7 separate regions of the Mus musculus genome follow, and regions 1, 2, 3, 5, 6 and 7 are each linked to region 4. The links are chromatin contacts, called in public ChIA-PET and HiChIP or PLAC-seq maps. All regions are on one chromosome and are shown on one strand. The core of a region is the stretch at or near the end of the contact, and the rest is flanking DNA. Distances in the headings are between cores, read along the strand shown.

Region 1 (3,849 bases), core at 1,321-3,820, 430 kb before region 4:
GTTTGCTGTACGGAAGGATGGATTCAAGGACCACCCTGTTATTCTTGAAGGACTTGATTTAGTGGAAGAGGACGATCAGTTTACACATATGCTCCCCTTAGAGGATGACTACAATCCAGAAGATGTTCTTAATGTTTTCAAGATGGATCCTAATTTTATGGAGAATGAAGAGAAGTACAAGGCTATTAAAAAAGAAATCCTTGATGAAGGAGACAGTGATTCAAACACAGACCAAGGAGCTGGAAGTAGTGAAGATGAGGAGGAGGAAGAGGAGGAGGAGGAAGAAGAGGAGGAGGAAGGAGAAGACGAGGAAGGAGGGCAAAAAGTAACTATTCATGACAAAACAGAAATCAACCTCGTCTCATTTCGCCGTACAATCTATCTTGCCATTCAGTCAAGTTTAGATTTTGAAGAATGTGCACACAAGTTGCTGAAAATGGAGTTTGCAGAGAGCCAAACAAAAGAACTCTGCAACATGATACTTGATTGCTGTGCCCAACAAAGGACCTATGAAAATTTTTTTGGCTTGTTAGCTGGGCGGTTTTGTATGCTGGAAAAGGAATACATGGAATCATTTGAAAGTATATTCAAGGAACAGTACGACACCATCCATCGCTTAGAGACAAACAAATTGAGAAATGTTGCTAAGGTGTTTGCTCACCTTTTATACACAGATTCACTTCCATGGAGTGTTCTCGAATGTATAAAACTGAGTGAAGAGACCACGACATCGTCTAGTCGAATTTTTGTCAAGATCTTCTTCCAGGAACTGTGTGAATACATGGGTCTTCCTAAACTGAATGCGAGGTTAAAGGATGAAACTCTCCAGCCATTCTTTGAAGGTCTGTTACCCAGAGACAACCCACGCAATACTCGGTTTGCCATCAACTTCTTCACTTCCATAGGTCTCGGAGGATTGACGGATGAACTGCGAGAACATCTGAAAAATACGCCCAAGGTCATCGTAGCCCAGAAACCAGAAGCTGAACAAAAGAAAACAGCCCTGACATCTTCATCTTCAGAGTCTTCCTCGGCGTCTGATTCCTCTGACTCAGATTCTGACAGCAGCGAAAGCAGCTCAGAGTCCTCTAGTGAAGCGAGCGACTCCTCCTCCTCCTCCAGCACTCAGAGCTCTACCTCAGCTAAAGGTACAAGAAAGAAGAGACAAGGGAAGGCCAGAGGCGAAGAAGTTGATAAGTTAGCCAGGGGCCACCAGGCACTTGAGCGGAGGCAAGGAGGCAGGGAGGACCAAAGGCACCAGGAAGGGAGGACTGAGAGAGCAAGGTCTGAAAGACACAGAGCTCAGAACTCACGAGATGCAGACTGGAGAGATTCCCTAGCAAAGCACATAGATGACAGAAGCCATGAGAATAGTCACAGCAGAGTTGGCAATGGCCGAGAACAAGGCTCACACAGAGAGCCAGAAGACAGGCATGGCGAACCAAAGAAGAAGCAGAGAGAGAAGAGATTCTTTCTCTGAAAATGAGAAGCAAAGAAGCCGAAATCAGGACAGTGATAATGTTAGAAGAAAAGATCGTTCCAAGTCAAGGGAGAGGAGTAGAAGGCATTCTGGTCACAAGGGAGACGACGCCAGGTGTCAGAACGGTGCAGAGAGACGCTGGGAAAAGCCTAGCAGACGCCCTGAACAGTCTAGAGAGTCAAAGAGAAGTCAGGACCGGAGGAGAGAAAAGTCTCCAACAACACAGAAATAATCCTAATGACAACTGAACATGTCTTACACTTAATTTAGTTCAGTGTCTTTTTTACATTGATGAATTTTATAGAGAACTCTTGTATAAAGTACCTGTTTGTAAATTTTGAAGATGTTTCCTTTTTGACATGTTTTATAATTGATATATCTCAAGGTTCTTTGTGTAAAATCATAAAGAAAAGGGATTCAACAAAAGGGTAAGTCTTATGTTTTGTGAATAAAAGGAACAAATGTTCATTGAAAAAAAAATGGATGACAGAATGTGGAAAGTGAAGGACTGTTTTATTTTAGTAAATGAGTTTTTAATTTAGAATTTTGATAAAAATAAAATCTACTGTTTGCTTTTGAGTAAGCTAATTTTCATTGTCCTTAGCAGGGACTTTGGTGAAGTATTGTTTGAAATTCAATGGATTCTGTTTTTCAATTTCTTTTAAGTAACTGAATTGACACTAAGTGTGTCTATGTGACTCTGTTGGGTAGAAGGTGACAGCAATGACTTCTCCAGCAGCGCTGGGAGTCTATGTCTATGTTTATTCCACTGGGTGTCAGCAGAGCACCACTCGCAATGTCTTGGCGACCATTTAGTCATTGCTTGTTTGTAGTAAACAGCTTTTACTTGTCTCCTGAATGATGATGTATAAAACTGAAACTCGACAATGCAATTATCTTGTGTATTGCAATAATCACTCTCTGCCTAATTTTTAAAAACCATTCTGATTAGAGTCAGCCGTGTAAAAAGTTTGGCTGCTGGACCCCACCGAGGGAACTAGGAAAGAAAAAACCAACCCCACACAGCTCAGGAAAGACAGTAACTCGAGCACTTCCTGCTTCTGAGCTGAGGGTTTTCAGTTGGTGGCTTTTCTCTTCTGGAGGTTATGAAAAACATTTGAACTATGGGAAGATCAAACGTATAACATTTCCTCTTTCAGTTGTTTCATTTATAAATATGCCTTAAAGGATATGAGCGGTAATTGAGTAGCTTCAGGCGGTAAGGTATGATACTCTTGCTCCTTAGAAGACATTGTGTCATTTGCAAGCATTTTTAACCATTTCCTTCACTGACTCCTAAAGCAGCATCATTTGTGTCAGCTTTGTGTTGACTTGGCCCTGACTCATCTCACAGTAACTTTCTTTTTTTTTTTTCCATTTTTTAATTAGGTATTTAGCTCATTTACATTTCCAATGCTATACCAAAAGTCCCCCATACCCATTCCCCCCCCCAACTCCCCTACCCACCCACTCCCCCTTTTGGCCCTGGTGTTCCCCTGTACTGGGGCATATAAAGTTTGCAAGTCCAATGGGCCTCTCTTTCCAGTGATGGCCGACTAGGCCATCTTTTGATACATATGCAGCTAGAGTCAAGAGCTCCGGGGTACTGCTTAGTTCATATTGTTGTTCCACCTATAGGGTTGCAGTTCCCTTTAGTTCCTTGGGTGCTTTCTCTAGCTCCTCCATTGGGGGGCCCTGTGATCCATTCAATAGCTGACTGTGAGCATCCACTTCTGTGTTTGCTAGGCCCCAGCATAGTCTCACAAGAGACAGCTATATCTGGGTCCTTACAGCAAAATCTTGCTAGTGTATGCAATGGTGTCAGCGTTTGGAAGCTGATCATGGGATGGATCTCTGGATATGGCAATCACTAGATGGTCCATCCTTTCGTCACACTTCCAAATTTTGTCTCTGTAACTCCTTCCATGAGTGTTTTGTTTCCTATTCTAAGAAGGGGCAAAGTGTCCACACTTTGGTCTTCGTTCTCTTGAGTTTAATGTGTTTAGCAAATTGTATCTTATATCTTGGGTATCCTAAGTTTCTGGGCTAATATCCATTTATCAGTGAGTACATATTGTGAGAGTTCCTTTGTGATTGGGTTACCTCACTCAGGATGATGCTCTCCAGGTCCATCCATTTGCCTAGGAATTTCATAAATTCATTCTTTTTAATAGCTGAGTAGTACTCCATTGTGTAAATGTACCACATTTTCTGTATTCATTCCTCTGTTGAGGGGCATCTGGGTTCTTTCCAGCTTCTGGCTATTATAAATAAGGCTGCTATGAACATAGTGGAGCATGTGTCCTTCTTACAGGTTGGGGCATCTTCTGGATATATGCCCAGGAGAGGTATTGCTGGATCTTCCAGTA
Region 2 (3,953 bases), core at 1,020-3,519, 330 kb before region 4:
TTTGTGAGTTCAGGAGCATCGCTGAATACTCTTGTTGAGTATCATCTTGAAGGTCAAGTCATTGAGAGCACAACAGACATATGTTGGGGGAATAATTGTTTCCTCTGAACACAACATGACCTTTTTCATCATGGAGCAGAGAATTCAATGGTGACTTAGAGAATATCATGGCCCTGTAGTCATGGCAATGAGATATGTAAAATAACAGTGGGTGTATTGCAGTGATAATGAGGATGTTAAAATACCAATAGGATGAAGAGAAAGCGTCAACAGACTTTTACCTGTGATTCTAGCCTCTCTCTGCCCCTACCTGCCTCTGCCTCACATACTCTTGGAGGATTGTGCTAGAGTATATGAAATGTGGAATGGAGTAAGACTTTTCAGTATTCTAAATGTTACAAGCCTCCTATTCTTTAAACAATTCCTCACCCATGTTCTTATAAGGAAGCCCAAGACTCATTGCTTCACCTAACTGGACTTACGCTGTCATTTCTTTCATCTGTCATTGGTTCCCTATTTGTGCTGAATAGATGTCTTCCTAGGGAGAGAAACACAACATGAAGACTTTTAGAAAACAGGGTAAAGTTAAAGAGAAAGTCTTGGTTTATATCATGACTACATTCTTGGAGCTTTTCCTTTGTTATTAATGAGCTGGGAATTAATGAATGTCTTTGACTAGTGTTTATCCTGTCAGCTCTTTACTAATAAGACCGAAATTCTCTCTCTTCTGTGCCAAAAGGAGAAGTGAACACATGGACCCATCCCTGAACCAAAGCTGTCTCTAATTGATAACCCTTTGCAAATGAAAATTCAGTTGCTGCCATAAGGATCTCACTGAGGAAACCAACTACTCTTAAGGGTAAGCTGTTGTGTGCAGCAGTAGATGACTGTCTTATTCAGGGTTTCTATTCCTGCACAAACATCATGACCAAGAAGCAAATTGGGGAGGAAAGGGTTTATTCGGCTTACACTTCCACATTGCTGTTCATCTCTGAAAGAAGTCAGGACTGGAACTCAAGCAAGTCAGGGAGCGGGAGCTGATGCAGAGGCCATGGAGGGATGTTCTTTACTGGCTTGCTAAGCCTGCTCTCTTATAGAACCAAGACTACCAGCCCAGAGATGGTCCCACCCACAAGGGGCGTTTCCCCCTTGATCACTAATTGAGAAAATGCCTTACAGTTGGATCTCATGGAGGCATTTCCTCAACTGAAGCTCCTTTCTCTGTGATAACTCCAGCTGTGTCAAGTTGACACAAAACTAGCCAGTACAATGACCAACAGAAAAAGAAACTCAGTGACATCTTTGGAGGCTCTTCATCTCATAGTCTCATGTCAATACTTAAACACACACACACACACACACACACACACACACACACAATTATATCACACATAAAAATGTCTTATAGCTTTGTGTTTTTATGGGATGTCTGAGTGTGTGAACAAGTGTGTCTCTGCTTCTATGTTTCTTGTACCTTTTCTTGTTTTTTTTTCCTTCTGTTTGTTTGTTGTGTACTATTCTGATGTGTTAGGTTTTTAAAATCTCATTACATTTTATTAGGTTTTTATGCCTCAAAAGCCTGTTGTTCATTTTCTAATAGAGACAAAGAGGGGAGGGATCTAGGTGGGGATGGAGGTGGGGAGGCACGGGGAAGAGCAGAGGGAGAAGGAACCATGATCCAGATCTGTTATTGAGAAGAAAAATCTATTTTCAATTTAAAAAAAAAAAGAAAAGAAAAGACTGGCTATAGAATATCCAGAAGTTCTGGCTTTTTAAACACTAATTTACCTCATTGTATAATTCTTTAGTTTTTATCATTTGCTTCTGTGCTTACTTAAATAGCAAATTCAATTTTACACTACATTCATTTTCTTTTCTGCTCATTATGCTGACTTAAAATTAAAAGCAGAACCATGATTTCCATTCTAGAAACTCCTTTTCATTCTACAAGGTACATTTCTTAAGGTTTCTTATATTTAAAAAAAAAAAAACCAATACACTCTTCTTTCCTTTAACTTAATACATGCCACCTGTTTAAAGGCACAACCACCATTCAGAACCTCAAACAGAAAGTTGATTTTACTGTTTTCAGGAAAGCTGAGCTTGAGAAGACACCAGTGTCACTGAACAAAGCACAAAAGACTGTGTACTGGTGTGAGGCTGTCATTGATTGCTTGGATCAAGGGCTACTTGTTTCTATGGCCAAAGAACAGTCAGTGTTTATTAGGGGAATAGAAACCATCCATTCTGACTCTTGCTTTGGTTATTCAGAGTCTGTCTCTATGAGCTACTTCTCCATAAGTCAGTGAGTCAGTGAGTGTTCCTGCACTACCCAAAGGCTAGTGAACTGGTAGGTAGTTGATTACAAACAGCCTGCAGACAGAGGCACTTCCTTTGAGGACACGCTCCCACACATCTTTGTTCTCATGGTTTACTTGGTATGAAAAGTGACAAATGATTCTGGTTATTACTGCACTGATAAAGTCATTTTAATATTTGTATAGTTATAGTAACATTTTGTGTATTTTTGTTTCTGCAAAGTGCTCTATTAGATTTCAAGAATACTGATTTTTAAAAATACTTGTAGTATGAAAAAAATATTCATTTGCCTTTCTTCTCAGTTTGGTAGTTTTAGGTTCTCATTAGCAGAAAAATACTTTTTGGGAATTTGTCCTAAAAAGAGGAATTGTTTTATTTTCAAATCATTAACTGACAAAACCATGTAAGTTTCACTGTTAATGAAATTAATAAGCTAATTAAGAACCATTTATTTTAAGGTGCTTGATCCACTTGGACTTGAGCTTTATGAAAGATGACAAACACGGATCTATTTTCATTTTTCTACATACAGACTGCCAGTTAGACCAGCACCATTAATTGAAGGTGTTTTCATTTTCCTGTGGTATATTTTTGGCTTCTTTGTCAAAGATCAAGTGTCCGTAAGTGTGTGGTTTTACTTCTGGGTCTTCAATTTTATTCCATTGATCAATGTGTCTGTCTATGTACCAACACCATGCAGGTTTTATCACTATTGCTTTGTAGTAGAGCTTGAGATCAGGGATGGGGATTCCCCCAACAGTTCTTTTATTGTTTTTTTTTTTTTCTTTTTCTTTTTCTTTTTTCCAGTTCTTTTATTGTTGAGAATTGTTTTCACTATTTTGGGTTTTTTTGCCTTTCCAAATGAATTTGAGAATTGTTCTTTCCATGTCTTTGAAGAATTGTGCTGGTATTTTGATGGGGATTGCATTGAATCTGCAGATTGCCTTTGGTAGGATGGCCATTTTCTTTATGTTAATTCTGCCAATCCTTGAGCATGGGAGAGCTCTTCATTTTCTGAGATTTTCTTCAGTTTCTTTCTTCAGAGACTTGAAGTTATTGTTATACATATCTTTCACTTTTTTTGGTTAGAGTTACCCCAAGATATTTTACATTATTTGTGGCTATTGTGAAGGGAGTTGTTTCCTTAATTTCTTTCTCTGCCTGTGTATCATTTATATAAAGGAAGGAAGGCTACTGATTTATTTGAGTTAATTTTATATTCAGCAACTTTATTGAAGTTGTATATCAGCTGTAGAAGTACTCTGGCAGAATTTTGGGATCGCTTATGTATACACTATCATATCATCTGCAAATAGTGATACCTTTACTTCTTTGCCAATTTTTATCCCCTTGATCTCTTTTTTTTTTTTGTCTTATTGTTCTAGCTAGAACTTAGAGTACTACATTGAATAAAGAATGGGGAGATTGGGCATCCTCATCTTGTCCCCGATTTTAGATTTTAGTGGGATTGCTTCAAGTATCTCTCCATTTAATTGGATATTGGCTGTTGGTTTGCAGTAAATTGCTTTTTATTGTGTTTAAGAATGGGCCTTGAATTCCTGATCTCCCCAATACTTTTAACATGAAGGGGCATAGAAGACAAAGTGGTAAAGTCCCTTGAACTCATTGGCACA
Region 3 (4,131 bases), core at 1,590-4,089, 410 kb after region 4:
CTCCTGATTTCACAGGAGTCGGAAGATGGGAGCATCAGATGGAACTTGGAGTAGCAAGCCTTCCAAACACAGGAGTTCATGGACACTAAAGTCTTACGGGTGGGACTCACAACCTCACTGAAACTTCAGTGCGAATGTCTGTGCTTGTGTCCACAAAGCATCTTCATAGATAGTGGATTAATGTTTCAATGTGGTCATCAAGAGGTGGTGATGCTGTTGAGTTAGAACCTTTCCTGTGGGGTCCCTTGTACTGAGCTAAGGAATTTGACCCTGAGGTCAAGCGTGTAGAAGCAAGTATATATATGCTTGTGTGTGTGTATGTGTGTGCGTGTTTATGTGTGTGTATGTGTGTGTGCGTGTTTATGTGTGTGTGCGTGTGTGTGTATGTGTGTGCATGTATGTGTGTATGTGTGTGTATGTGCATGTGTATGTGTGTGCATGTGTATGGGTGTGTATGTGTGTGTGTTGTACTTCTGGACTGGAACACATACATATTCGAGAGCTCAATTGCTCAGCCACACCCCTTACCCTGCAGCCAGCGAGGCATTTTAAGAAGTAAAACCATCAAAGGCTGACACACGCTTTTTTGCCAGAGAACTTCCCGTGCCTTTCTACTGCCAAGCTTTTGCTTTGCTGTTCCTTCACCTGGCTCACAGGAATGAAAACACCAGCCAGCCAGGCCTGCCTCCAGTCTCTGTGGTCTAGCTGCAAACCTTGTTTACTCTCTGTGTGAGAACGTGTGAGGTTTGAAGCACTCTTTGATGAGCTGCATATTTAATAACTTTTGTTCTGGAAAGTGCCCATCACGTTGCAGTCACTTGGCAATGTCAGCTCCTTTTTTGGTGTGGTGGCTCAGCAGCTCCTTCCTGGCTACCTTTGTGGAACTCTGCACTGTTTCAGGCTCCTTCAGAGCTCTGTGAATCACACTTTTTTTTTTTTTTTTTTGAGACAGGCTTTCATGTAGCCCAGGCTGGCCTCTTGCAAATTGAACACGACCTTGAACTTCTGATCCCCCTTGCCCCTACCTCTCAGACGCGTGCCACTAACCCTGCTTTGTGCTGTACTTCAGATCAAACCTTCAGGCTTAGACATGCTAAGCAAGCATTTTACCAGCCACACCTCCCACTCCCTGCCCCCAACCCCAGGGTTTTCTCTGTGTAACAACCCAGGCTGCCCTGAGACCAGGCTGGCCTCAAACTTGAGAGCTCTGCCTGCCTCTCCCTCCTGAGTGCTGGGATGAAATGCGTGCACCACCAGCTCTGGTCCGTCCTTTTCACTCTTAATGCACCGAGTTAACCCGTACCCGTATTTTCCTGCAGCATAATTACTTCCTTAATCTGTCCAAACAAGTACTGAATAGCGTTCCTGTTTTACAGATGGGGAAATTGAGGCCAGGTGGACTGAATGGTTTACCAAAAGATCAATCATTTAGCGACAGGAAGCACCTGATCACTGAATCTTGCGAAATAATGACAACAGCGGCAACAATGAACATTTATTATGCTCACCAAGTCAAGTGTACCCAGCATTAATTACTACTGCATCCTAATTCTATCTCCTCTTGACAGGCCGGCAAATGCTGTTATCCAAATTTATAGAGAAGGAAACAAGCTTTGAGAGATTAAGTTGCCCAAGGTAACTCGGGCTAGACAGCTTTCAAAATGCAGACTCTTAACTGGAGCATATAAACTCCAAAAGAGTTCCCGACTCTTTTGGAAAAGAATCCTTTTCAACTTCACAGTTCAAGACCCCACCCTAGCCTTTCCAGCATCCAGTTTAACTTCAGCCAAGTTTTTGGTTGTTTTGAACAAAGATGTAGAGAATGCTGTCAAACGTTAGTTCAGGGGGTCAACAGAGAAGCTGGGGGTCGAGAGTGGAAATTTAGGCGCCCCGGGCGCACTGGGTAAGAAAAGTATCTGGGGACCAACAGGCGAGTCACGTGTGCATGAAACTCGACCTAAGGGGTGGGGAAGGACGGGAACCCCCGCCCCCACCTTGGGGCGCTGCTCCCAACGCCTGTAAATACAGCTATCAACTCCGCAGATCGCGTAGTCCATGCCCTGGCTTCCCGGCTTCACCTATCTGTGGCGCCAGGACGGTTCCCAGATCCACTGCTTCTTTCGAGGGCGCAGACGAGGTGAGACCGGCGGTTCCGAGGCCCGCTGGGTCTGGCACGCAGGGAAGACACCCCGCGTGGATGCGATTTGGAATTGGGATCCTGGGTCTCAGGAGATCCGGAGTGTGGAAGCGCCGGGGAGACTCTGTGTTACTCCGGGTGTCAACAGCTGCGGGAGGCAAGTTTGTCGGGGACAGGTGAGCAGCTAGCGCAGCTCAAAGTCACCCAGCCACACTTGCAGGTCCCTGTGAAGCGTCCGTTACCTGAGTCTCTGGGCACATTGTTCCCTCTGTCCGACCCCTTCATTCTCCCCTTCTTCTCTTCCACTCTGTTTAGAACCACGGTTGTCATTATAGGATGGGACCTCGGGGATCCCTGATTCAAAAGCCCCGTTTCACAGATGAGGGGCTGGGCCACCCCCTAGAGAAGGGTCTCTTTCTCTTCGTCTTTCTTGTTTGCTCTTCCCCTGATCATTTCCTCTAGGCTCGCCCGGGTCTTGCTTCGGGTCCCCGGGTCAGATCGCCTCCCTTGTTGGCGGTGGCTACCGCGGCCCTGGAGGGCTCGGGTTTCTTCGTTCCCTCTGGTAAACACACCCGCCCGCCGGCCACCCCATCTGCCTCCTTATAAAGTATGTCCTTATAAAGTCTGCAGGCACCGGACTTCCTGCCGGAGCCCAAGCCCCCTCCCAGGGACAGAGGGGCTGGCGCGTTCCCAGGCGCGCGGCGGAATGAGGGGCGCGCGGAGGCGCCACGGGGCCCGCCCAGGGTCTCCCTCCACGTGGCAGCCGTGGGATTGGCCCAGGAGACAGGACGAGCGCCGCCGGCTGTGTCAGGCGGGAGGAAGTTTTCTACCCGGGCTCTGGAGAGGAGGAGTAGAATGAAAGGCGTAACTAGAATAGAGGGTCTCGGGGTAGCCCCAGACTTCCCTTTCCGCCTCCTGCTCGCTTCTGAGAATCCGATCTGGTGCCTAGAGGCTGGCTAGCTGTGGGCCAGAGGTGGCTACAGAGCACGGTGTGCCCCTTGGTGACTTTGAGAGACTTTGGGAACTTGGGGGGTTGTCTCCTGGAGCGGGATCGGGGCGCCCTGGCTCGGGTAGGCAAGCCCGGCAGCGCGCCAGGAAGTTGCTTCGCTCAGACCAGACCTTTCTGGTTCCTGATAGCGCCCTGCGGGCCAGTGGCGCGTTCGCTCCTGGCACTGCCAGAGCGCGCGGAGCCAGCTCCGCAGCACCGGGCTCTATGGGGCCTCCATGAAGGCTCCATCTCTTTGGCTCCAGGGGTCTCAGGAGCCACCATGATGGAGTACCCTTCCCAAGGGCCGCTAGGAAGCCCTTCTCTGAGCGCTCTGTTTCTCTGCAGAGTCTCGGCCACCATGGCTCCCACGCTGAAGCAGGCGTACCGCAGGCGCTGGTGGATGGCTTGCACCGCTGTGGTGGAGAACCTCTTCTTCTCCGCGGTGCTCCTGGGCTGGGCCTCCCTGCTGATCATGCTCAAGAAGGAAGGCTTCTATTCCAGCCTGTGCCCAGGTATATCTGAGAAGGGTGTGGGGGTGGGAGGTGAAGACCGCGAGGGACGGTAGAAGGAGGAGGCAGGAAGTTGGAAAACAAGGACAGGTGGTCAGGCAGAGACAAAGCGACAAAGCAGGGCTGCCCAAGACCGGAACACTGGGCAGCTAGGAATTGGACAGCCTCACTTCATGATCTCTTCAAACTTCAGGTGCCACTCTGTCAGGATTCTCTGATTCAGTGATGAGTGAAAGCCAAAGTCCCACTAGGCATACATATCCTGAGACTGATTGCCTATGACAACCTTCTGTCTAGAGTAGTCCGTAGACTCTTAGAAGTTCTGCACCTACCTGGATAAGGAATGCTCAAGTTAAACAGGTCTTTTGTGTGTGTGTGCTAGCAAGCATTGAACTACATCACCAATACACAGAGAGTTCTTAATGAGATCAAACAGAAGTACACAAACTGGAGAATGGACGTGAAGGACCTATACTCTTGGTCTTTTCAGGACCTTG
Region 4 (3,914 bases), core at 1,059-3,558:
ATTATTGTACTGGCTCCAAATAGCCATCTAAATATATCGAGTTACAAATAGAACATTTTAGGTAAGACGTATTTCGGATCACGTGGGTCATGACTATTGTGAAGTCTGTGTTTTTAATTGATGTATTTAGAACTTGCCTAAGACTATACCCATTGATTTTTTTTGAAGCTACAAGGAAATATTGCTAGTTAGTTAAACTGATGTTGCAGATAAAAACATGGTTTGATTCTCAGACATTGTTTACTCATTTTAAAAGCCACACGTACTCTAGAAGGATACAAATTCCTATTTTAATGTTCTTGTTATTAACTCAGATAATTTCTTTGCCTAATGACCATCAATATTCATTGCCTGGCATTTTTCTGCTATAACTTTTGGTAATTAGGATTGTTTTAAATGATGCTACAAATATAGGTGAGAATATTAAAATAAATCATACAAGATGGTTATATGCTTTGAAACATTAATTCAATAAAAATCAGAAGAGTTTGTGGAGGTACTAATTTACAATAGTTTATTAATATAATACTTAATTTCAGAAAATCATCTGGCTTAGAATAATGCTTTTCAACTTCTGTTCCTATGAATGACACTGGGTTATTTAATGTGCTGATTTCGCTTCTTTCTCCAGTTATTTAATGACTATTTGTAACAAGTCCTATCTTAAACTCACCTTGTCTGTTTTTATACATCAGGGAACTCGGTAGTATAAATAAAAATAAAATAAAAACATAAATCAGCCGCAAAGCTTTTAAAAATTACAAGTGTACAAATTAATGTTTCAATTACATTGAAAAACATGTGGAAACTGAGCCAAAAATCACTGAGGAGTTACTCAGGATGAGTTTGTAATATTTTGTTTATTTGCCAGACTACTAGAAATTGAGCTCAGAATGCTAGCATTGAAAGGCATCTTGCAGCTTATATTTCACTTAAGTAAGAAAACGTAGAATTTAATAAATTATGCTAATAAGCACAATTTTAATCCAAAACTGATATCTCCCATTCCTTAGCAATAACCTGTGATGCCGCTCTGACAGCCACTTGTTAAGTAGGCACTAGCTCCTTAGATTCTCAGGACAGTCTGTACTGTGGCAAGAGAGACCTGCAGCTGCTTCATCTCAGCATCATAGCTGAAAATCTAATTTAATTCCTCTGCTTAATGAGCTAATCCACTTGCTTATCGTGCCTCTGTTTATGTATTTATGGAGACTCCTTTCACACTCTTCCCCCACAAGTTTCCAGTATAATTGAAGTAACACAACTCTAAGCTTAAGAGTTTAAAAACCATGAAGTAATGTAGAAATCACTACATTTTCTTAACCCTGGGCAGTTGTGGGGTTTATGGTTGGTTGGTTGTTGGTTGGGTTTTTTGTTTGTTTGTTTGTTTGTTTTGTCTTGTTTTTGTTTTCCCCTTACCTTATTTGTAAGACACCCATGATCTTAATACAGTGGAGACAATTCATGAACACCCCCCCCAAAAGAAAAAAACCCAATACAAACAACAACAAAAACAAAGGAAAACCAAAAATGGGGTATTTACACAAATCTAGCAACAAAGAACAATGAAAATTCCATTGGTTCCCTAGTTAGAGGTGTAAATGTCAAAAGAAGCGGAAAGCAAACAGAAGTCCAAGCCGGTGGCTTTTCTTCTTAATCCAACTTTGTGTTCAGCCACACAGGAAGACTCTGGAACCCCATAGTCTTCTGCCATCCCTTCCTTAGAATACTGATTATGTGGAAAATTTAAAGACCCTTCCTGGGGTGCAAATGTTTTCCAGCTGTCAGGACTTGAGCTGGTAGTACAACTAACTTTAAAAAGGCATTGTTTCCTGATTAAGGTATTTGTTCAGAAACTTGCCTTATAGCCCGCTCACATCGTTAATAATTGGTAAATTTATTTTCTAAAGTATCACTGTAAATACTCTTATGCACTAGTAGTACATTTTGTATGCATTCTGGAGTAAGACTCTCTAGTATCCCTTTGTAGACTAAATGAAGCGGTTTCAACATTATTTCAATGCCACTTACTAAATTCTTGTTAGAAACATTGTCATAATACTTAAGAATAGTGCTGAGAATACATACGTTTATTTTGAATAATACACTTACCTGGCACAGCTCCTAAGGAAATTCTGTGGGAATAGTCTCAGGAGGGAGTTTGATTTTCTGAGATACTGCACAAGAGTTTCCCGGAGGCGAGGTGTGGAAAGCTTTGCAATGTGGTCCTGCAGGCAGCGTGAGGTCCAGGCAACAGAGCCCGCCGGTCCTAAGGCAGAAGTGCACGCTGCGAAGAGAGGGCTTGTTCTGAGTAGATGGGGAGTGTTGTCAGATTGTAAGCGATCAGCAGCAGAAGGGAAACATCACAGCTTCCTGTTACATCACCCCGCCCCGCCTGCACTTAGTGTTAGGTTACTTTCTTTCTCAAATAGCTTACCCCAGGAAAGGAGCAGCAACTCCCTTCTCACTCTGACAAGAGCAAGAAGCAGCCTGAACAGACAGAGATCCTTTGCTGTATGAACACATTGTTACCAGCAAAAGCTGGCTGCCTTTCACCTAGACTGAGTTCTGTTAGAACTTGCTGCCTGGGATTTGAAGGCGATCTTGGTGTAAAAGAATCAAAGGAGTTAGGAGTGTGGGTGTGTGTCGAATTAAGGTTCACAGAACAACCAGGAACAATTTATCAGTCACATCTTTTTTTCTTAAATGTGCATGGAATTTTGAGCATCAGAATTACTAATTCGGACTCAATTTTGAGCACTAATATCTGATGCAACTCCACAACCAGTTTTGCATGAGAAGATGAACAGGCTTCGGGCTGTCCTTTCTAGGAGTTCCTGAGTTGTATGTCCTGTAAAGCCAGACTGTGTATAGAGTATGAAATCATTGTACATACTTTTAAATATCTGACATAATTATATCATTTTATATAATCTAAACATTATACTAGTTGTACCTCAAAATAACCTTCAAGGAAAGGTGGCTTTAGTTTAACATGATACTATGAAATAATTTCATACAATAAATGAACTTCAATTTAAAAAAAAGTTTTCCCTCTAAACATAATTATATCATAAAGTAAGAAATCATTGCGTATGATCAGGAAAAAAAGCCTATAAACCTGAAATATACTTGTTAGTTTTATATAATATGATAAATTATGAGATTTGGCAATAATCATAACTCCTGAAGCCAGACAGCACTAAAAGTCACATGATCTTTGCATCAAATGTCTCACGTATAAACTGGAAAGGATGGATAAAATAATATAATTTGTCTGTTTAAACTTTGAATCAACATATTTTATAACATTTAGAAAATGGCAAGTTCTAACTAGCTACTACAATCTTGCTGCTTCACCTTGGAGGAACAGACGAATAGCGAAGCTACTACAACCAAGTAGCAGATGAGGAGCTCAAAGTCCTAGCAGATGAGGAACCGCACTAAAGACACAGGGTGCAGAATCTCTGGATATCGTGTTCCTGAAAGACACCGCCATTTTTAAATGTTTCCTATCTTGATCCATGGAGGAGATTTATTGCAGAATCTTTAATTCTGTATATGGATATAGAATAGGATGCATCCGTTTAGAAATATGGGACATAATTGACCATCTCCATCACTGAAAATGGAAAGTCTGTGTAAGAAGCTGAACTACACAATGTAGTTTTAAGAGACGGCGATAAACTGGGAAGTTACTTTGTGGACACTTTAGTTTTGCTTTCTATAGGGAACTGTTGAATTATATTTTCCTGTGCTGTTTCCTTCAGCTCATGGGGTGAAAAGTCAGCATTATAAATCACTACTGCCTCCTAAAATAATAACTCATTAATCAGAAAAACAGTAAAACACATTCTTGGGTGAAACCACAGAGTTCTGATGTGGAGTCGCATGTTGCACAGGGGCTCAGGAGG
Region 5 (4,004 bases), core at 191-2,690, 460 kb after region 4:
CTTGGGAGTGGCAGGGGGGCGATGGCATACCAGTGACGCAGGGGCCTGAGGAGGCACCGATGCAGGTGACTGGAGGCTTTAAAGCTGCTGCAAACAGCTTCTCACTCTGCCAGAATGTAACACCCCAAAATAAGCAGCTACTGTGGGGCGGCAGGATCCGACGTCGGGGCTTGGAGATATAAATGGCAGCGCTGAGGCAGCCCAGGTACCCACCCCAAGGAGGCTGCCCCCCACCCCCACACACAAAGTGCTCACGCTCCTTCCCTCAGCTCTAACCCAGACCCCGAGCTCAGGGTCCTTTGGACTAGCCCAGCAGCTACTCCTGAGAGAAGGGCTATACCAGGCAGGCGCTTTGGAATGGAGAGCTTCCCACGTGGAAGTGGTTACCAGAGCCTCTTTGTCTACTCCCTGGGCACCATCGCTTCTCTTCCATCTCCTTCTCTGGCTTCTGTTGACATCCTAATCCGTCTCAAATCACTCTACCGCGTAGGGATCCCGGCCCCCACCCCTGGTGACCATTTTCCTGGTGTCTGAGTCTTACATCTATCCTTCCTCACTAGCTTCCGCTGGTTTCTAGTCCTCCCATCCCCTTTCCATTCCAATCTCCTAGAGCCCCAGTCCTCACCCTTCCGGTTATCTCCCCCCCCCCCCCCGCTCCCCTCTAGCTTTTTATGCCCCTGTACACCTCTCTCCTGAACTGGTCACCCTCTCCTCCCTCTTCCTTGGTCTTCCCCTGGACCCCAGTTTCTGGTCGTCTAACCTTTATGCCTCCTCCTACCCCTCCTTTATCCCGCCCCCCACCTCCTCTTTCTCACCCCCACCTCCCTAGACACTTTTCTCATCCTGACTCCCCTCCTCCCTCCGACCCCTACCCTCCCCGCCCCCAGTCTCCAGCCCACACCCTTGGCTGTCACTCAGTGCTCGGAACTAGCCTCCTTTTAGCCCCTCCATCTATGCGACTAGGCAGGGCCATTGGGGAATCTCTCTCTACCCCCTTCATTCCCAGGCAGACCCCTACCCACATGGCTTGTCTTCCCAGGTGACTGGAAAGTGCTGAGACACCGGGCACGAGGAGTTGCTGAGTCGGCGCTTCCCCAGCCGGCCCGAGTCCTCAGCGTCCCCCCGGAGCAGGTGGAGCCGGGACAACAGAACCTGAGCCTCTTTCTCCTCCTCCCAGCCAGCTCGGTCTGCCCTCCGCGTCCCCCCTTGGTCACGAGCTCCCCGCACATTCCCGCAGGCTCCAAGCCCAGTGCCCTCCTGCGGCTGGCAGCTCTGGGGGCGGAGGCGCCGCTCCCGCGCTAAGCGGTTTTTTGCTCCCTACCCACCCCACCCCCTTCACTGCCCCACCCTCGTGCCCAAGGAGAGGGGCGCCTCTCTCTCTAGTGTCCTCCCGCCGGCCGGTGTCCCTACCTTGCAGCAGGCGCCGGAGCCCGGGCAGCATCTTGTCTCGACGATCGGGGGAGGGGGCGGCGGGGGGGAGGGCACTCCCACTCGCTCCCTTATCCCGCCGGACAGACGGCGGGGACTCCGCGGGGCTCCGTAAGGACCCGGGGAGTCCCGGGCTACGTAGCGGGGCTGCGGAGTTCTACCCTGCGCCCCCCGGACTCCGTGCCTCGGAAGGAGCCATCGGCCCCGACGGGACGGGGCGGGGCACGACGGGATGGAAAGGGCTGGGTTGACCCTGGACACCCGGTGTCCGCGCCCCTTCAGCAGCGCGGCCCCGCAGGGAGTCGGTTAGTCGGTCGGTCCGTGCGCCCCGGCTGCTCGCCGAGGGAGAGTGGGGACAGCGAAGAAGCGCTCCCCCCCCCCCCCCATTCCCGCACTCGCTGGCTCCTCCCTCGCTTCCCGGCCTGCCGGTTTAACCCTTTGCTGGCTACTAGGAGGAGGGAGTAGTTCTCCATCTAGACCACTCAGTCTCCGGCCCCCTCCCAACCTTGGGAGATCGGGAAGGCTGTGTTCCCGTAGCCTCTGCGGCGCCATGCCTTTAGAGAAATCCCTTCTTGGTGTGTGTGTGTGTGTGTGTGTGTGTGTGTGTGTGTGTGTGTGTGCGCGCGCGCGCGCGCATGCAGTAGTGTTAAGTCCCCTCCCCACCCCCACCCCCTGACTTGTTCAGGGTGAGGATTTCCCAACTTTCCCAGAAGATATGCAGTTTCAGAGCAGTTTCCCACTCAGCGCCCCTCCTCCTGCCCTGCCCTTCGCGATCGTTTGCGTCCCTTAAAGACTGCAAAATGTCACGTTTTCTTTTCTTCCTAGACCCTCAGGGCGGTTTGCATAGCTATAGGACCAGTGTGTCTAGGAGTTCGTGTGAGCAAGTGTATGTGCGCGTGCTCGCGCGCGCAGACGCTTGGGCAGGTGTAGCTGAGTGCTGGCCTTTTATTCCTGTCGGGAACCAGGACCAGGGCGGGAGTACTAGTGTGTGCTCGCTGGTTTCTGCTCTGGTTGAGCCACGCGAGGGCTGTGTGAAATTCTGCGCGCTCGAGTTCGGGATGGGAGGAGAAGGGAATAAATGTTCAGGTGTGTTGTATGTACCTTAAAGCTTTTTACAAATGGGTGTAAGTTTGAGCGTGCGTGCGAATTGTGTGCGTGTGTGAACGCGCGCGCGTGCGCGCGTGTATTTACGTGATATGTCCCAAAGGGTATGATTTCTTATCTCTCGCCAGAGGGCAGAAGAGGATCCAAAAGTGGTAGCAGACTGCTGGTTCACAAAAACTTCTAACCCTCTTCTTACCAAGGGGCGGATAGGGGCCTCATAGGGTCCCTAGACGCCTCTATCCTGGCGGAGTCAGCCAATCCCTGACCTCAGCGCCTTATTTTAAAAGCCTCAACGCCTTTCGCCCTAGTCTTGGTCAGTCCAAGGTGCCTAGTACACGGTTTTTGATAACCCCCGTATGAAGGGAGCCGCTTGGGGAACTGTCGCCAAGCGGCGCACGCGGGGTTGGGATTGCTGCAGTGGTGCCTACGGCGGCGGTGCCAGGGCCATCTGGATGCAGTCGGACCCTGCCTGCGAGTGGAGCGGAGGAACCCTTAGTCCAGGCACGGGCTCCTCTTCATACCTGTGCCTGGGTCCAACGCTGTGCACGGCATACAGTCGGCGCTTTATATATGCTAGTCTCATTCTTCTCATTCACTCCACGCACCTTTTATAATCTGCCATTCTTCTCTCGTACTCATTCGATTTCTCTCATTTTCTCCCCCAACTCTTATTCATATTTTATGATCCCCATCTTTAATCTCTATTCTCTTGTGCGCCGCCTTTTAGTTTCTGTCCTTTCCTCCCCAAAGATGAGATGAGTATATCTTCTGTCTTCATTGGTTCTCTTTCTCTCTGTCTCTGTGTATGTGTGTGTGTGTGTGTGTGTGTGTGTGTGTGTGTGTGAGAGAGAGAGAGAGAGAGAGGGGGGGGGGGAGAGAGAGAGAGAGAGAGAGAGAGAGAGAGAGAGAGAGAGAGAGAGAGTCCCAGCCTCCTCTTGGCCTCTCCAAGTCCGCATGTGTTTCCTCGCCTCTTTGTCTCTACTCCCTTCCTCCCTTTCATCTTGTTTCTTGGCTGGGCTGCGATGTTGGTGGTGGTAGCTGCTCTCAGACTCTTGCACCTCATTCTGGAGTGCCCCCTGGTGGTTCTATCTTACGTTGCTTCCGGGGCTCGCAGCTTGGCAGTCCCTGAATTTTCTCTCCTGCTTTTCTCTTTTTCCAGGTCAGATAGAAACAGAAAGGGGCATATTTGGGTCTCCTCTCTCTGGAATAGAGCCTTGATTTTCCTTGGGTCCTACCCTGTGCAGGGCCCGCTCCTGGAGCGTGCGCGAGGGTGTGGGGGGGTGTTTAGTGCTGGAGGGGGCGGCGGGGAGGGAGTGTTGGGGGTAGCAGGGTGGGATTTGGCGTCCTTCCCCGGAATGAGCCGCGGCACAATCTGTCGCTGGATTTGTTTGCCGAGCTGCCTCCGGAGCGCAATGGGGCTGGCTCCCGGGGAGCGAAATATCACAAGATGCGGAGACAGACGCTGAGGGGCG
Region 6 (3,703 bases), core at 926-3,425, 370 kb after region 4:
GAACAAAGGCTTAGGTATAACACAGATCTTGAATGGACATTTTTCTGGGCTGAAGATGCAGCTCAGTTGGTAGAGTGTTTGTCTAGCGTGCACAAAACCCTGGGTTCAATCCTCAGCACTGCACAACACTTGATAAAGCAGTGCACATCCATGATCCCATGTCTTAGGGTATGAGACGGAGGCATAAGAATCCTGAAATTAAAGGTTCAGCTGGTGAGATGGCTCAGTGGGGAGGTGCACTTGTTGATCTTCCAGAGGACCAGAGGACTTGGGTTCAATTCCCAGCACCCACATGGTGACTGATGACTGTCTCTAGCCCCAGTTCCAGAAGATCTAATGCTCTCATTTGCTTCTGCTAGGCATGCAGGTAGTTAACAGATATATATGCAGGCAGGAATCCATACACATAAAATTAAATTAAATGATTTTTAAAAAATTAAAGGCCATTGTTAGCTGCATATCAAGTTTAAGACCAATCTGAACAACACAAAATGGTATTTAAAAAAAAAATACTGGGGCTGGAGAGATGGCTCAATTGTTAAGAGCACTGACTGCTCTTCCAGAGGTCCTAAGTTCAATTCCCAGCAACCACATGGTGGCTCACAACCATCTGTAATGAGATCTGGTGCCCTCTTCTGGTGTGTCTGAAGATAGCTACAATTTATTCATATATAGAAAATAAATAAATAAATAAATAAATAAGTAAAAAATACTGAAGGGAAATTTTCTCTCTGTGTTTCAACTGCTTGAGAGCCCCTCAGAGGACAAACACCACAATTTCTCCATCTGATGTGTTCCATCGATAGTACCTGGCACTTGGTGTTAACTAAGACTACTAACCAGAAATGGGTTCAAATGCCCTTATCTCCAAACTATATTTAGGGATTGCTGATGGTGTCCTGCTTATTGCTGGCATTTAGAAGGTATCTGGTTAAAGTTATTGAACTGAAAAAAGAACCCAGAATCTTTTTTTCTTTTTCAAGATTTACTTTATTTACTATATGTAAGTACACTGTAGCTGTCTTCAGACACACCAGAAGAGGGCGTCAGATCTCATTTCAGATGGTTGTGAGCCACCATGTGGTTACTGGGATTTGAATTCAGTACCTCTGTAATAGCAGTCAATGCTCTTAACTGCTGAGCCATCTCTCCAGCCCCAGAATCATTTTTCAAGCACATCCTATATGTAAGCAGAGCAGATATTTGGTTCCTGGACAGGAAAATAAAAATCATGTGACCTACTGGGTCAAAATCTTGGGCTTCAAAATATGCTAATTTCTGGGCTGGAATGGGTGAGGCAGGTAGGTGGATTCCCTTCTAACTCTAGAACTTCTTCCAGAGGCTGGGGGCTGCTATTACACCTTGGCCTCGACTTGAGCTGGGATGAGGGGGGTCTTTACTCTTGCGCAGAGGGCTAGAGACTTCTTGGCTGTTCATTTGGACACACAGTAGTTCCATAGTTTGTAATCAGTTGGTGATAAAATATAATAGGCTCCTGAAATCTATCTCGAGGCTTCAGCCACCCATCGTTTTCCCAAATTGCCACACAGCAGACACTTTCTATGTGTTCAGTAGAGTAAAACACAGAACGCCCAAAATAAAAGCGAATGAGTCCAACAGCGTCCTCTAGTGGTGCTCGGGCACCAAGCAACCTAAAAGAAGCATCGCTGCGTTTCTGCCCATCTGCTGGACTGTACCACTCAGGGAGCGGTCCTCGGAGGACATAAAGTCTATACTGACCCCCCCCCCCCCACTCTCTTTTAGAACGGAGCACTGAACCCACAAAGGCAAAGTGACTTGGCCCAGGATTCTGAGACTTTCTTTAGAGGTGGTAGGTTCACAATTCCATTGCGGAGGTCGCAGAGAGCCCTGCCCCGGAGCTACTTTGCATCAAGAGTATCTCATCTGTGCTTTGGGCGAGTTTGCTCTCAGCGTCCGGGGAGCTGACAGAGGCTGGAGATGAATCCCATCCTGGCTTCTACGAGATGTACCCCGCAAGATGCAGGAACCAAGAGGAGCAGTGCGCTCCACCGACGTAGTCTCTGATCTGCAAGGAGCATGAGTTGCTGAGATACGAGATCGCCAAGCTGGGCACTCGACTGCAGCCTCCAGATATCCACCAAAGGGGTGGGGAGCAGGTCTTTGCAGCTAGAGTCGGTGTGGGTGGAGTGGAGCGTGGGCGGGGCTCGGGAGCTGCAGTTCAGAGAGCGGTGTCCTGCTGGAATCTGCTGGTGCCCCACGCTCCAACCCGAGATGATGGCCAGCAAGCGAGTGGCGAAAGTAAGCCTATGTAGGATGACCCTTTCCTTGTGCCCCTTCCCGCCCTGCCCTAACCTTTCCGCCCTGCCCTAACCCTCCCCTGCCCCCTTGCTCTCTGAGCTTTTTTTGTTATTTGGGTACCAGGGCTGGCTGAAACTCAGGTATCCTCACCTTTTCCCAATGGAGAAATGGGAGGAGAAAGGCGCGGTGTGTGTGTGTGTGTGTGTGTGTGTGTGTGTGTGCGCGCGCGCGCGCGCGAGAAGGAGGGAGAAAGAGAGGAGGAAGGGAGGGGGCCTGATTGAGAAGGTCTGGAAAAAAAAGTTGTCATCAGCTTCAAAAAAAGTTGTCATCAGCTGTACTGGCCACGAGAATGAACTGGTCTTTCCAAATGGTTTCCAATGTATTGGGCTTTCCAAACTGGTTTCATTTTCAATTTCTGCTGGAAATTTATTAGTGGAACTTATCTAAGGCACAGGAAGGGCTCTGTTGCTCCGCCTAGTGGATACACCCATAATTTGATACCTACATTACCCGAGGCCACAGAAGAGTGATGTTGGGCGGTGGGGTGGTGAATGGACAGACCGTGAAATAAAACGTACAGACTAGTTCCTGGATGAGAAGTAACAATTTATGCTCTGAGTAGGTTATTTGTATGCAGTCCTGCTCCAGCTACTAAACGCCTACTTTGTACTAGCCCAGTGCCAGGCAGCAGGAGCAGAAAAGGAACAGAAATCTTGTTCCGTTTGAACGTTCATTTCTATGAGACACTATTTGGTACTATCTGAAAGAATGAAAAAAGGGCAGTTTCCTTAGGAATGTCTAGACCGCTGAATGGAGCCAGGATTAGAGATCGTGGAGGAGAAATGCTCGTGAGCCAGGGCTGGTACCGCTAGGCTTTGAGTCTCCCCGAAGTGCTCCTCTAGTCTGCAGAATTGAGGGGAAGGCTTCCTCAGGAGACAGAAGGGATGGTTGCTGGCCTCATGTTTCTCTCTCTCTCTCTCTCTCTCTCTCTCTCTCTCTCTCTCTCTCTCTCTCTCTCCCTTTCTTTCTTTCTTTCTTTCTTTCTTTCTTTCTTTCTTTCTTTCTTTCTTTCTTTCTTTCTTTCTTTCCTTCTTTCTTTCCGAGACAGGGTTTCCCTGGCTGTCCTGGAACTCACTTTGTAGACCAGGCTGGCCTCGAACTCAGAAATCCGCCTGCCTCTGCCTCCCCAGTGCTGGGATTAAAGGCGTGTGCCACCCAGCTGGCCTCATCTTTCAAAAAGAAAATTCTTTTGAGATGGAGAAGTCCAGAGCAGACCCAAAACAGAACTAAACTTTGTTGGTTTTAGGCTGGTACTAAATGGGGCAAAGGGTAATTTGCTACCTCAACGCTAAAAGGTAGACTGGCTTTTGTTGCTCCGGAATTGTCAGCACCAGGCAGTTTGTTTTATTTAACTCTTAGAACA
Region 7 (3,607 bases), core at 126-2,625, 500 kb before region 4:
AGTACATGAAATATTAGAACAATCAATAGTTAAATGCTGCTTTTGAAGTGAGAATGTACCTAATACACACACTTAAATGTAATATTTTACATCTAAGTAAATGTAGTATTTTAGACACTGTGTAATATTTTAGCCACTGGCCATTGAAACTGTCATATGCCTAGACTTAGCTAATATGACTGAAAAAATATGAATTAAAATTTTTGTTATGTTTACCGCTGATCATCTGCAGTTAACAATGTTTTTATGAGTATGTTTGTGATGACTTGGGAATTATATAAGTCAAATTTTCTTTTTGTTATTTATTTGTTTTATTTTGTATTTTATTGGATATTTTCTTTATTTACATTTCAAATGTTAGCCGCGTTCCAGGTCTCCCCTCTGGAAACCCCCATCCCCTCCCTCCTCCTCCTGCCTCTATGAAGGTGCTCCCCCACCCACCTGCCCACTCTTGCCTTCTAGCCCTGGCATTCCCCTACGCTAGGGCATCTAACTCCCTCAGGGCCAAGGGTCGCTACTCCCACTGATGTCCAACAAGGCCTTGTTATTTATCTTTAAGTTAGCAATGAGGTAATAAATTTCCTTATGACATTTTCATACATTGGACCACAAGCAGATCAAATGTTCACAGTTGAAATATAGTGCTTGAGTACAGAGCCTGAGAAGTTTAAAACACATTAGATTTTGAAGACAAAATAAAAATGAGAGAATAGTGTTTCTAATATCTATTCCAATTAGACAGTGACAGTTTATTTTGCCATATTGTTAGAATATGTTTTTCCATTCTTCCTCAGTTCCTTTTGATTCTTATAAAACTGCAGCTACAAAATTTCACATATGGCTTGTCTTACTTTTCTGTTCTACAACCGAAACATTGAAGCTTGTGAATATATTATGGAAAGACAGTATTAAGGTCAGCAAGAATGAGACTTTTGGAGAGAGTCAACATGTCACTTAGTGTTGAAATAGAGAAGAACACATGTGTGAGGTCACACAACCTTGTCAACATGCGGAAAGGATTTACAGAGTGACAGAGGAGGCATAAACAGTGAAGTGGAGAGGTCAGAGGTAAGCTGGTGGAATAATGGGAAGAACACCACAGCTAGGAAACCTGAGGAAAAGGCAGGGTGTAGAATACACAGGGTGGGGAGAATGGCTAGACACGGAAGAAGAATATGAGGAGACAAATGAAGAATTGTATGATTTCTAGGTTCAGCAAGGAAATAAAAGGGGAAGTCAGAGTGGGTGGCTCACGTATTTGAATGCTTAGTTACCAGGGAGTCTTCTTTGATTGAATTAGAGGATTAGTAGGTGTGGCCTTGTGGGAGGAAGTGTGTCACTAGATGAGGGCTTTGAGGTTTCATGCCAGGGCTAGTGTCTGTCTTTCTGCTTTCAGATCAGGATGTAGCTCTCCACTACTGTTGCAGTGTCTGCCTGCTTGATGGTAATGGGATACATCACAGAAGCTGCTAGCAGGCCGCAAGTTAATGCCTTCTTTCCTATGAGTTTCCTAGGTCATGGTGTCACTTTACAGCAACAGGACAGTGACTGAGACAGTATGTGACATCTGGCATATGAAAGGGGAACAGGGATCAGGGAAATCTGCTGCTTAACATGTATGTGGGGGGCCTTCAAAATGAGCTTTCCAGAAGGCAGCTGGAAATGTTGGTTTGTGGCTAAGCAGCAATCAGCAATACAAAATTAACAGCTGGAGTTGTAAAAAGTAGGAGACATTTCTGAAAGACTATGTGAACTTAAGACACCAAGAGGAAACTACATGTGAAAACACCAGTGTCAATTTATTAACATAAAATTAAAATATATTTATAATAGTTTGGGGGGATGAATTTGCCTAAGTAAAAGTTTTGATTTAAAAAATTTAAATGACCTTCCTGACAACCGACCACCTTCCTGGTGAGAGCACAGGTGTCCGCCTGGCCAAGAGGCTTCTGCCTCACTTTCCACGGGGGCCACCTTGGTTCTGGGACTCCGCGGCGGGCAGCCTGCAGGTGGGAGTGTGGAACACAGAGGCCAGCAGCTCTTGGGACAGGTGAGAGCCACCATAGCATCTGAGGCAGCGCCATTTCCGGCTCCAGACAACTGACCACCTTCCTGATGAGAGCACAGGGGTCCGCCGGGCCTGAGAGGCTTCTGCCTCACTTTCCTCGGGGGTCACCTTGGTTCCGGGACTCCGCGGCGGGCGGTCTGCGCGTGAGAATGTGGAACACAGAGGCTTCTGGAACGGGCGAGAGCCACAGAGCCTCTGAGGCAGCGCCATTTCCGGCTCCAGACAACTGACCACCTTCCTGATGAGAGCACAGGGGTCCGCCCGTCCAAGAGGCTTCTGCCTCACTTTCCGCGGGGGCCACCTTGGTTCCGGGACTCCGTGGCGGGCGGTCTGCAGGTGAGAGTGTGGAACACAGAGGCCAGCAGCTTCTGGAACGGGCGAGAGCCACAGAGCCTCTGAGGCGACGCCATTTTCGGCTCCAGACAACCGGCCATCTTCCTGGTCAGAGCACAGGTGTCTGCCCAGCCCGAGAGACTTCTGCCTCACGTTCCTCGGGGGCCACCTTGGTTCCGGGACTCCACGGAAAGTAGTCTACACAGGTGAGAGGGTGGACTACTGAAACAAAGGCTTCTATGACAGGCCAAAGCAACACAGCTTCTGGGAAAGATCCCGTTTTGGGCCTTCAGCTTCGGCCAGGAGGAGGTCCAAACTCCAGATAAATGTGCACCTCCCTGAAAGAGGAGACCTTGCCTACAGAGACTGCTCTGACCACTGAAACTCAGGGAAGAGAGCTAGTCTCCCTGGTCTGCTGATAGAGGGTAACAAAATCACCAGAGGAACAATCTCTAAACAGAGACAACTATAACAACTAACTCCAGAGATTACCAGATGGCGAAAGGTAAACGCAAGAATCTTACTAACAGAAACCAGGACCACTCACCATCAACAGAACCCAGCACTCCCACTTCACCCAGTGCAGGGCACCCCAACACACCTGTAAAGCTAGACCTGGATTTAAAAGCATATCTCATGATGATGGTAGAGGACATCAAGAAGGACTTAAATAACTCACTTAAAGAAATACAGAACACTGGTAAACAAGTAGAAGACATTAAAGAGGAAACACAAAAATCCCTTAAAGAATTGCAGGAAAACATAACCAAACAGGTAGAAGACATCAAAGAGGAAACACAAGAATCCCTTAAAGAATTGCAGGAAAACACAACCAAATAGGTGATGGAATTGAATAAAACCATCCAAGACCTAAAAAGGGAAGTAGACACAATAAAGAAAACCCAAAGTGAGGCAACGCTGGAGATAGAAACCCTAGGAAAGAAATCTGGAACCATAGATGCAAGCATCAGCAACAGAATACAAGAGATGGAAGAGAGAATCTCAGATGCAGAAGATTCCATAGAGAACATTGGCACAACAATCAAAGAAAATGGAAAATACAAAAAGATCCTAACTCAAAACATCCAGGAAATCCAGGACACAATGAGAAGACCGAACCTACAGATAATAGGAGTGGATGAGAATGAAGATTTTCAGCTCAAAGGACCAGCAAACATCTTCAACAAAATTATTGAAGAAAACTTC

What was found. HiChIP or PLAC-seq counts read pairs in DNA pulled down with a chosen protein or histone mark. ChIA-PET counts read pairs in DNA pulled down with a chosen protein or histone mark.
Region 1: a contact with region 4 is called in an H3K4me3 HiChIP or PLAC-seq map of bone marrow-derived macrophages, with 14 times the contacts expected there. The contact joins the enhancer-like site here to the promoter of Calcrl in region 4. A contact is called at or near these places in 11 of 39 promoter capture datasets (the C10 cell line, the HPC-7 cell line, cranial neural crest and 8 more), 2 of 15 datasets of contacts at CTCF or cohesin (large pre-B cells and pro-B cells), 2 of 484 Hi-C or Micro-C datasets (bone marrow-derived macrophages and nephron progenitors), 15 of 115 datasets of contacts at active chromatin or transcription factors (the 230-238 cell line, CD8 T cells, the HPC-7 cell line and 10 more) and 3 of 9 other capture datasets (adipose tissue, liver and pancreatic islet).
Region 2: a contact with region 4 is called in an H3K27ac HiChIP or PLAC-seq map of oligodendrocyte precursor cells, with 7 times the contacts expected there. The contact joins the enhancer-like site here to the promoter of Calcrl in region 4. A contact is called at or near these places in 13 of 39 promoter capture datasets (the C10 cell line, the HPC-7 cell line, HPC-7-derived erythroid cells and 7 more), 1 of 484 Hi-C or Micro-C datasets (bone marrow-derived macrophages), 4 of 115 datasets of contacts at active chromatin or transcription factors (acute myeloid leukemia, bone marrow-derived macrophages, large pre-B cells and 1 more) and 2 of 9 other capture datasets (adipose tissue and macrophages).
Region 3: a contact with region 4 is called in an RNA polymerase II ChIA-PET map of memory CD8 T cells, with 5 read pairs. The contact joins the promoter of D930003E18Rik here to the promoter of Calcrl in region 4. A contact is called at or near these places in 1 of 39 promoter capture datasets (frontonasal cranial neural crest) and 2 of 115 datasets of contacts at active chromatin or transcription factors (memory CD8 T cells and pro-B cells).
Region 5: a contact with region 4 is called in a CTCF HiChIP or PLAC-seq map of the NIH/3T3 cell line, with 5 read pairs. The contact joins the promoter of Rtn4rl2 here to the promoter of Calcrl in region 4. A contact is called at or near these places in 3 of 39 promoter capture datasets (the C10 cell line, HPC-7-derived erythroid cells and pre-B cells), 1 of 15 datasets of contacts at CTCF or cohesin (the NIH/3T3 cell line) and 1 of 9 other capture datasets (liver).
Region 6: a contact with region 4 is called in a CTCF HiChIP or PLAC-seq map of the NIH/3T3 cell line, with 5 read pairs. The contact joins the promoter of Ube2l6 here to the promoter of Calcrl in region 4. A contact is called at or near these places in 5 of 39 promoter capture datasets (cranial neural crest, frontonasal cranial neural crest, pre-B cells and 2 more), 1 of 15 datasets of contacts at CTCF or cohesin (the NIH/3T3 cell line) and 2 of 9 other capture datasets (adipose tissue and liver).
Region 7: a contact with region 4 is called in an H3K27ac HiChIP or PLAC-seq map of DN3 thymocytes, with 9 times the contacts expected there. The contact joins the enhancer-like site here to the promoter of Calcrl in region 4. A contact is called at or near these places in 15 of 39 promoter capture datasets (the C10 cell line, HPC-7-derived erythroid cells, the SN4741 cell line and 8 more), 1 of 484 Hi-C or Micro-C datasets (cortical neurons), 6 of 115 datasets of contacts at active chromatin or transcription factors (the 230-238 cell line, DN3 thymocytes, bone marrow-derived macrophages and 3 more) and 2 of 9 other capture datasets (adipose tissue and embryonic stem cells).

Annotation. Positions count from the first base shown.
Region 1 is chr2:83,991,566-83,995,414 of GRCm38.p6, forward strand. It overlaps the pseudogene Gm13691. Among named protein-coding and RNA genes, the nearest start is that of Zswim2, 52 kb to the left of the region's middle. Within about 2 kb of position 2,571, at least 119 of the 459 cell types and tissues checked have an H3K27ac peak or open chromatin away from gene starts, as enhancers often do. A contact at or near this core is called in the 230-238 cell line, CD8 T cells, the HPC-7 cell line and 11 more, where this site is marked.
Region 2 is chr2:84,092,667-84,096,619 of GRCm38.p6, forward strand. No RefSeq gene overlaps it. Among named protein-coding and RNA genes, the nearest start is that of Zswim2, 150 kb to the left of the region's middle. Within about 2 kb of position 2,270, at least 16 of the 459 cell types and tissues checked have an H3K27ac peak or open chromatin away from gene starts, as enhancers often do. A contact at or near this core is called in bone marrow-derived macrophages and oligodendrocyte precursor cells, where this site is marked.
Region 3 is chr2:84,837,369-84,841,499 of GRCm38.p6, forward strand. It overlaps D930003E18Rik (RIKEN cDNA D930003E18 gene), which reads right to left and starts at 2,840. Exons shown (of 2, transcript NR_165656.1): 1 at 2,380-2,840; 2 at 1,482-2,285. It overlaps Slc43a1 (solute carrier family 43, member 1), which reads left to right and starts at 3,258. Exons shown (of 14, transcript NM_001083809.1): 1 at 3,258-3,637. The coding sequence starts at 3,406.
Region 4 is chr2:84,422,958-84,426,871 of GRCm38.p6, forward strand. Calcrl (calcitonin receptor-like) reads right to left here and starts at 2,309. Exons shown (of 16, transcript NM_018782.2): 1 at 2,113-2,309.
Region 5 is chr2:84,885,252-84,889,255 of GRCm38.p6, forward strand. Rtn4rl2 (reticulon 4 receptor-like 2) reads right to left here and starts at 1,441. Exons shown (of 3, transcript NM_199223.1): 1 at 1,411-1,441. The coding sequence starts at 1,441.
Region 6 is chr2:84,796,653-84,800,355 of GRCm38.p6, forward strand. Ube2l6 (ubiquitin-conjugating enzyme E2L 6) reads left to right here and starts at 2,176. Exons shown (of 4, transcript NM_019949.2): 1 at 2,176-2,280. The coding sequence starts at 2,254.
Region 7 is chr2:83,928,301-83,931,907 of GRCm38.p6, forward strand. The region is part of intron 3 of Zswim2 (zinc finger SWIM-type containing 2); the gene reads right to left. Among named protein-coding and RNA genes, the nearest start is that of Zswim2, 11 kb to the right of the region's middle. Within about 2 kb of position 1,376, at least 77 of the 459 cell types and tissues checked have an H3K27ac peak or open chromatin away from gene starts, as enhancers often do. A contact at or near this core is called in DN3 thymocytes, bone marrow-derived macrophages, effector CD8 T cells and 2 more, where this site is marked.